Regions from separate parts of the Mus musculus genome. Here all the other regions are linked to region 1. The links are chromatin contacts, called in public HiChIP or PLAC-seq maps. All regions are on one chromosome and are shown on one strand. Each heading gives the region's core, a stretch centred on a gene start, on an enhancer-like site or on the middle of the called end of the contact. The rest is flanking DNA. Distances are from core to core; before and after follow the strand shown.

What was found. HiChIP or PLAC-seq counts read pairs in DNA pulled down with a chosen protein or histone mark.
Region 2: a contact with region 1 is called in an H3K4me3 HiChIP or PLAC-seq map of neural tube, with 6 times the contacts expected there. The contact joins two enhancer-like sites. A contact is called at or near these places in 4 of 484 Hi-C or Micro-C datasets (the N1E-115 cell line, adipose-derived mesenchymal stem cells, cerebellum and 1 more), 3 of 115 datasets of contacts at active chromatin or transcription factors (differentiating embryonic stem cells, forebrain and neural tube) and 1 of 9 other capture datasets (embryonic stem cells).
Region 3: a contact with region 1 is called in an H3K4me3 HiChIP or PLAC-seq map of neural tube, with 5 times the contacts expected there. The contact joins the promoter of 2810405F15Rik here to the enhancer-like site in region 1. A contact is called at or near these places in 1 of 484 Hi-C or Micro-C datasets (cerebral cortex), 9 of 115 datasets of contacts at active chromatin or transcription factors (craniofacial prominence, differentiating embryonic stem cells, embryonic basal ganglia and 6 more) and 1 of 9 other capture datasets (pancreatic islet).

Annotation. Positions count from the first base shown.
Region 1 is chr2:116,734,496-116,737,282 of GRCm38.p6, forward strand. No RefSeq gene overlaps it. Among named protein-coding and RNA genes, the nearest start is that of Gm13990, 140 kb to the right of the region's middle. Within about 2 kb of position 1,371, at least 41 of the 459 cell types and tissues checked have an H3K27ac peak or open chromatin away from gene starts, as enhancers often do. A contact at or near this core is called in craniofacial prominence and neural tube, where this site is marked.
Region 2 is chr2:115,858,152-115,860,938 of GRCm38.p6, forward strand. No RefSeq gene overlaps it. Among named protein-coding and RNA genes, the nearest start is that of Gm31590, 53 kb to the left of the region's middle. Within about 2 kb of position 1,345, at least 73 of the 459 cell types and tissues checked have an H3K27ac peak or open chromatin away from gene starts, as enhancers often do. A contact at or near this core is called in neural tube, where this site is marked.
Region 3 is chr2:116,074,684-116,077,470 of GRCm38.p6, forward strand. It overlaps 2810405F15Rik (RIKEN cDNA 2810405F15 gene), which reads right to left and starts at 1,413. Exons shown (of 1, transcript NR_033447.1): 1 at 1-1,413. All of the region lies in intron 2 of G630016G05Rik (RIKEN cDNA G630016G05 gene), which reads left to right.

The DNA of each region.
Region 1 (2,787 bases), core at 121-2,620:
TTTCTTTAGAAATCAGTTGTCAGAACTTGTCATTATTTAGCTAGCCTCACCTGCCCAAACACCAACTTATATAAACTAACAGTACCTACAACAAAAGGCGTTTCAAACACGAGTGTTTAATAAGCCCCCAAAATGACAGAGAATTAGGCATATGGCTGCTTAGGCTGACCAAATACTCACAAGTTATTATAAGCTTGTAATTTAGCTTTCAGTGTACATACCTGAGTGTTAGGATAGAACAGGTGAGCTGGGGAGATCTCACACGCCTGAGCCAGATTATGTTGCTAATACGTGGTGCTTATATTTGCTATTCTTGCTCAGCCTTCGAATATGCATGAAAAAAAATGAAATACCACAAATTCTTTTGCTATCAGGTACTCCAGAAGAAATGCAAATTACTGTCTGTCATAAAGTTGTGGAGAATGAATTAAAGTCATTAATGCTAACACATTATTCACAAAATGTAACACTGGTTCCAAAGTAGAAACTCAATCAATAGAACACAATAAATCAACTACCATTCAGTCCGGGAAGCCACCAATGGGTGTCTAGTTCACTTTAAAGGGATTTGGGATAAGACATCAATGCAGGATAGTTCAACACATTTTTCACATTTTTTAGTAAAAATAGATAAAATGTCTAATTTCAGGCTCTGAACAGAATGTGTTTTAATGCAATTTCCTTGAAAATTGCTGCTACTTGAATACCTCTGACTATATACTCAGCATGAATTGATTACCACTGGTTCCCTGGCTTATATTTTCATCAGTGAAAGTGAAAGAAAGGAAGAAAGGAAAGAAGAGAGAGAAAGAAGGAGAGAGAGAGAGAGAGAGAGAGAGAGAAACAAACCTTATCCTCCTTGTCTTCACACCAAAAAATGGAAAGCAATGCCTACATTGTTAGCATGGTGTTTGGATCTGGAATTGATGTGACACAGAAGAAGTTGCTCTGTAAAACCAGGTTGCAGAGTGTCTAAGGCACTATACCTCTGCGATCTGCAATAGCCTTTACAGTTTCTTTTATTTTCCACAACATTTCAGTCCAGCATCACTAATAATTTTCTAATATCTCTCCCTTCTCTATGTATCCTTTGTATTTCCCTTTCAGAGTCTTCTTGAATTAACCAAGGGATAAAACTATATGATGTCGTCTTATTATAAGCAGAAGAAAATGAAGACGATCTAATGAGATAAATCACCGAAGGTTAATAGCTTTTTTAAAATCAATCTCCCTTCAAAGGGAAAGGCTAAATGGCTTAGTGGATGAAGTGTCAGCCTCTCACCTCTGAGACCGTAGTTCAAGTCTAAACTGTGAAGCTGGAAGTGACATGTTTACTAGGTAGAGATCAGTCTCTAGTGGACAAAATTCTTCACTGCAGGAAGTGGAGCTCTTGGCAGCTCCGCCCTGCACCCTCAGTCCAGTCAGTGGGCTGATGTGTATCCTGCTCCCAAGCCCTTCCTGTCTCTTTGGCAACAGCCCAGGTGGAGGCTCACATCACTGTCAGGAAGCCAGGACTGTTTTCCAAAGAGCCTCAAATAGCACTGGGGCTGTGAAGTCTCTGGAAGCGGCTGCTCACTGATCCTGACCTCTCAGCTGTCACCAGAATAACATGACCTCCCACACCTGTAAACTGCATGACACCTCTTCCTGTCAATTAACAAAGTAGGACACACAAAATAGATGACTTGGCTATTTCAGACTAGCAAAGGACTCACCAGAGGAAGATCACTAATATAGTAGGCAAAACTCAGTAACTAAATTACTACATCTGTAGAAACTGAGACGATATAAATACAGCCACATCCACTCGCTTATATTAATGTCTCTGAAAGTGTGTACGGTCACATTTTAACAGGTGGAACTCAGACTATCCATTTAGCTACATGGTCAAATCTCTCGGCTGGTTATTAAAAGGGCTTCCTTACATTCATCACTTAGTAATATGCTTATCAGCTTTCTTCATTAATAATATACTACACTGTTTTGAGTCTCTAGAACAGATGCAAACTGTGTGCAGAACACATACACGGGGCACAAGTAGCTGTTATTTAAGCACATTGCAACCAGCTCAGTTTTATTGAGAAAACAATCTCAGTGCGGTGTCCAACTGAAGTCAGCACTTAAGTAGCCTGTTTTATGATGAGATATTCTTTGCCTGTGCGTTGTGTAATAAAACACAAAGAAGTAGTTGTATATATCTGCACAGTGGACAATTAAATGTGTAAGAAAAGTTTAAGCATAGCATCCAACCAAGATGTTGATGTATCTGCAGGACTTCCATATTCCTCTGAACTGATTTATTAATGATTGTTGTCTACCTACTGCTAATTCCAAACACCTGCAAATCTCTTTGTTACTATTAAAGCGGCCCCTACCCTAACCCCAGGCTGATAAATGGCTCTGCAATTTCTGGGGAAATATGCTAAAGGTCACGAGTTAATACATCCTTGGGTACTTTCTCTTCCCATCCTTTCCTTCCCAAATGGCAGAAACGCTGTGTTGTTTTATTCACATGCTTTTGTAATGTCCATTCAGAATGAAATTAGAGAGTACATTTGAGAAAAAACATGTGTGTGTACACACGGAAAAATCCACATGTATTCTATACAGTCTATTAATAAAATTATGCAATTGCCTTTTGAGAAATTCCATACAAAAAAAATCTTTCCTTAATAATCTATGAATATCACTGTCTGACTCAAGTATTATTATGCCTTTTAAAATTAAACTATCCACAAAACATGCATTTACTTTCTGCTATACAAAATGCTAATAATGCTTTTAGAA
Region 2 (2,787 bases), core at 95-2,594, 880 kb before region 1:
CCAGTGGAAGGAGAAACCATCTGTAAGCAGTGTGCCCCTGAGGGTGGCTAGCGAATTGGGACACAGAGGCTGGGGACATGTCAAATATGGCAGATTTTGTGAAAGGGTCTTTCTGAGGTACACTTTAAGGAAAAGGGGTTGGGGCACTGGGAAGAGTCTAGAATCTTTCCGAAATGCACCTCTTTTTCTGGTTGTCCCAGAGCAGATGGGAGTCTCTTGTGCTTGCCTCTGAGAAAGATTAAATGAACACTTCTGTCATTTGAGGGAGGTGGGACACAGAGAGGTGGAAATACTCCAGACAATGGCCTCTGGCCATGGAGGGCTCCCTCCCAGTGCCCGATCCCCTGCGGAACTCTGCTTACCTTTGTAGCTGGTATTTCATCAGAAACCAGTGGAAGGTTCCTGGCTAGACGAAAAAGACCCGGAGAATCAACGTCTCTTGGATCTACTCCGAGGCTAAGAAACATTACAATAAAATTTACAGCGCCTTTAACAACTCGCAAGTAAAGCATTAAAATTCTCTTTAATTGAGAAGATATTGATTTTCAAGTCTAGAAAAAGCGAAATCGTAATTTAGTGGCAAACTTTTAGGCGAGAATATAGCGAGTTATGTCGCCATATAATGGATCCACTCTTAATCCACACACAACGTCACATCTTTAATTGCCCTACTTTGTGAAGTGATAAAGACAAAAAGGTAACCCGATCAAGGCAAATGCTTTATTTAAAAAAGATCTAGAGAAAGGATCTAGAATAATTTTATTTTCCGTTTATGTATAAAAAGAATTGTCTATCTTCTTTTTTTTTTTTTTTTTTGAAGTAGGGGAGAAAGGTCCAATGGGGAGAAAAGAAATAAAAAGAACGGAAAACCACAGACCAGTCTAAAAGCCACTCACGGTAGCAAATCCGTTGATATTCTTTACCGAAGGAGGAACGAAGCCAACGCATTTAGAGCAAATGCATTCACAGGCAAAATTGCATCCTCTGTGAACGAAACAAACCTAGGTCTATTTTGTTACTTTATTCCCGGGTCTTGGGGAGGGGGCGGGGTGTACAGAATCCATTGGTGGATAGAGGAGGGGAAGAAAATCAGACTTTCTGTTATTTCTGTATCGGTTTTTGGTATTATAGAGGAGTGAAGAAGTTTTTGTGTGGTGGTTTTTCATTGATCAGTCACTCTGAGCTAATGTAATTATCCTCATCAATAGGACGCTGCAGAGAGAATCATTATGTGGGTGACATTGATAAATGACCGCCCAGGAACGGCCCTCTCTCGGGCAACCCCCACATCTGACCCTCCCACACACACAATGTAGTCATAGAAACACCTACAAGGACCTAGAGCGCCGCCCAGCCAGAGGCCGGAGAGGGAAGAAAAGCCTCGGGCGGCGAGGTGGGGGCAGGAGAGGGGGCTTGTCCAGATCCCAAACTGTTGCAAGACAAAACCAGCCAGCCCCATGCGGGACAGGCGGAGTGGCGGGAGGGGGGACTATCCCCACGGGGCCCCCCAGCTGCCCAAGCAGAGTTGCCTACAACAAAGTGCAAATCTGCCCTGCAGACCGGTCAGTCCATTCCTCCTCCACACCTTTCTCCCACGTGCGAACTCACTCCAGGCTACCAAGAGATGCTTGGCCAGGCACACCCTGAAGGAGGATTGGCAAAGGAGTTTAAGGGTCAGGCCATCAACTTGCAGACGGCGAATTCTCACGCGCAGCCCCCCTCCCCTGCGTTCAAAACACCTCAAACACACAACAAACAAAACCAAATACCACAAAGGCAGAGACTGGGCGACACCTCCCCTCTGGCGCTCCTGTGTTATTTCCTGAGTGACCCCTTCTTTTCTCTTCACCTCCTAACCCAGAGCCTCTGATTATGAGATAATGGATTTTGTGATTGTTCCTGTCAGGGGGAAAAAAATTCCCCCACCGAACCCCGCGTTTTTATCTTTCCACTGTTTTATTTAAGCCAATGGGAAAGTATTGAGAACGGTAATTGATTCATAATGATCCATAAATCGGTGTCGGAAAGTGGGGGTAGGGCGGTGGTGCGAAGAGAAGGGGGCGATGCTGTTTATTTATTTTATTTCTAAAGCCTCAGCTAAAGTAGCTTTGACACTGTTGGGGCTGGAGGGGAGGGGCCGCTGGGCTCTGCCGGATCATCCATCATTCCTGTCACCCAGAGTCTGCCCGGAGGAGCAGTAGACGCAATCTCCCTTCTGTCTCTACAGCGAAACTATTAATATTAAAACCTCCCTTCAAACACTGCCCCGACGGTCCCCATTCTCATCACGATTTGACCGCAGAGTCCAGCGCTGCACCTTTCTCCAGCCCCGCTGGGACTGCGGGGGGGCTCCCCACGCGCACGACGCCCGAAGTTGATCACTGAAAAAAAAAAAAACAAAAACAAAAACAAAAAAACCACCACGGTTGCTTGTCCCCCTCCATCCGTTTGCAGCAGGTTCGTCCATACAACAAACACACTCGCGACGGGGAGGCCGTCTGCACGCACGACCACAGGCATGATCCTCCTTGTTCTTGGCTTGTGCCACAACTCCCCTGTCCCTGGACCACAGGGTGACCGCTTAGTTCGGGCCACTCGGCCATTTAAACAGCTCGAAAGAGGACCTTCTGGCAAAGTGGAGACTTGTAGCAGAGGTCCAGGTTCCTTATCAAATTGCTGGCCTGCAAGACTAATGGAGAATTTGCGGAGGATCCCTTTGAAGGAAGGACCCTCCTTTTGACAGCTGCTAGAGATATTAGCCACATTTCCCTTCCCGGATCTGCTCCG
Region 3 (2,787 bases), core at 163-2,662, 660 kb before region 1:
TGTGCATGACCCCCCCCCCCCAAGCTCAAAAGCAAGGGCGTGGAGGGATCATCCCCCAGAGAGCTGTGTTTACTCATTTTTTTTTAAATCCCTCGGCTATGTATGGCAAGTGTTACTTGAAGATAGTCATCGGCCTTCTCTAGATACTTCCAGGTTTTGCCGTAATGATCTGCAGAAGAGAGCTGCCATCACTTTCTCACATCCCAAGGTGTTGGCGGAACTCGGAGCGAGGGGAGAGTGCCTGTAATGCTTAATTGCCAAGGGGAGGGCGGGGTGCCACTCGGGACCCCGGGCGGGGCTTGGGGAGGTAAGGTGCAACCAAGGAGGTCTTTCTGGACGCTGGACTCTTCAGTTGGAGAATATTTGGACAAGGTATGATTGCCTCCCACCTCCCACCTCCCACCTCTTTTCCCCAATGCCTTTGGGGGAGAAGTGATACCCTTGTGTAACAATTAGCTCAGACAATAAAAATAATTGGAAAATCAGTTGGAATTTCTGAGTTTTTAATTACGTTTAATTTTGCACTAAGCCGTAAAATTACGAATGCCCCTCAATTAAACACTCTCCTCTTAAAAGCGTTTAACAACAATTATTCCTTAATCAGTCTGAATGTGAGTCACAAATGGTGCTTTTCCACATCAAAAGGACGTCCTTCCACGTTACCTTTTAGTCATAAGAGGATTAATTCCTATAATTAGAGGGATAAATATGTGCATAAATATCTCTCTCACTCTCTCCTTTACAACAACAACAACAACAACATCAACAACAACAAAACACTTTCACTGTGTAGGAGACATGGTGGGCTAGGGAAGGGGAGGTGTTGCTGATGCTGAGAGGTCGACTTTGGCCAGAGATCCTTTTGCACGCTGTGGCGGTGGGAATACTGGGCCGCGGGAGCGCATCTCACACTCAAAAACGCGCTCGGGTCCAGCGGCAGGTCCAAAGCTGGGGCCGCCAGGACCCGCTCGGAGTCCAGCCGAAGTCTTCCAGATGGCAATCCACATCCCACTTTCGCCTCTGGCCGGCGCAGCAGGACTTCATTCTGATCGGTGCCCGGGTCCCTAGGAATGGAAGTCCCTACCTTAAGCCGGAGCTCCAGCTTGACTTTTCAGGCTGCAAATAAAAATTGAGCATGACCTTTTAAAACTCCAGTGTGAATATCTCATTTACCTAATGACTTTATGTCACCTACGGAGAAGGTCAATTTCCTCTTAACCTTTCCCCTGCTGCTGCAGTAAGCATTCTTCCCTAATCAATGGTGGCTCGAATGATCAATTCCCATTTTATGATCGCTGACAAAGTCAGGCTAGAGGCGGGGTGAGACCGCGTTGTTGGCTTGGCCGGGACAGGGGCTTCGGGTACGCCCAGCTCCGCCCGGCGCCTCCGGAGGCTGCTCTCTCTCCAGCGAGTTCAGAGACCTTGGCAAACTTCCCTCCCCCACACGCAGCCGAGACTTCTGAGTTGTCACTAATCCGAACCTGAAATTCACCAGAGCCCCTTCAGTTACCAACAACGATCCCCACTGCTGCCGGGCCTCCCCCTCCTCCCTCTTCCGAGCGCTTTCATTTCCAAGTCTGCAGGCAGGATTGCCCGACTCTAAGGAGAAAGCGCGTTACTTTTATTTTTCGGAATTAAAATAATCTCCTTCTTTACTGTGATTCTCTCAGCTCCTCCGGGTTAATTTCGTGTAAACAAAGCAAGAACAAGAGCCTAAGGGCGGAGGACCCCCCAAACACACACACACACACACACACACACACACACACACACACACACACACACACCACCTTACTGTATCACATTACATAGGGTTACCCTAAATGTATTAGACACTACATTTTTTTGCTTCTATTTAAGTTATCCACGCCTTCCTCAAGTTTGAGGAAACAAGGAAGTAAATTACTAAATGAAGGCTAATTTGGGGTAAGTTTCCAGCTCTTCATCTTTGTGAGTTCAAATCTCTTCTAGGCTCTACTGCAGCAGGTGACTTTCACACACACAGGGCCTGTTTGGACTAGAGATTTATTCCTTCCTTCTTTTCTTTCTTCCCTTCTTCCTTCCTTCCTTCCTTCCTTCCTTCCTTCCTTCCTTCCTTTCTTTTCTTTCTTTCTCATTCATTCATTCATTCATTCATTCATTCATTTTTTTAATGTATTCCCTTTACATCCTAGACCACAGCTCCTCACCCTTCTCTCCTCTCAGTCCCACCCTCACAAACCTCTTCCCTTATTCCCCCCCTACTCTTCTCCTCCAAGAAAGGGAAATCCCCCATGGGTACCAACTGACTCTGGCACAGCAAGTCACAGCAGGACTAAGCACATCCTCTCTCATTGAGGCTGGCCCAATAATGTAGTTCAGCTAGGGAAAAGGGATATAAAGGCAGGCAACAGAATCAGAAACAACCCCCCCCCCCACACACACACACTCCAATTGTTAGAGTCCCCAGGTGAAGACATAACTGCATGCCTTCTACAAAAGCATAGAGGTCCTAGGTCCAACCCCTACATGCTCTTTGGTTGGTGGCTCAGTTTCTGTGAGCCCCCATTGGCCCAGTTTAGGTGACTCTGTAGGTTTTCTTGTGGTGTCTGTGAGCTCTCTGCCTCCTCAAGGCCTAGGATTGAAGTAGAGATTTCTTAGCACCAGTTCTCCACAGATACCTAAAATTCACTTCATTCTGCCCTAAGCTGATTTTCACTGACTCTAAACCCTGCAGAAGCTATTGACTGTTTTCAAACAGTTTGCAAAGTCTTGCATATCTAGGATTCAACTTCAGGAAATTCACTA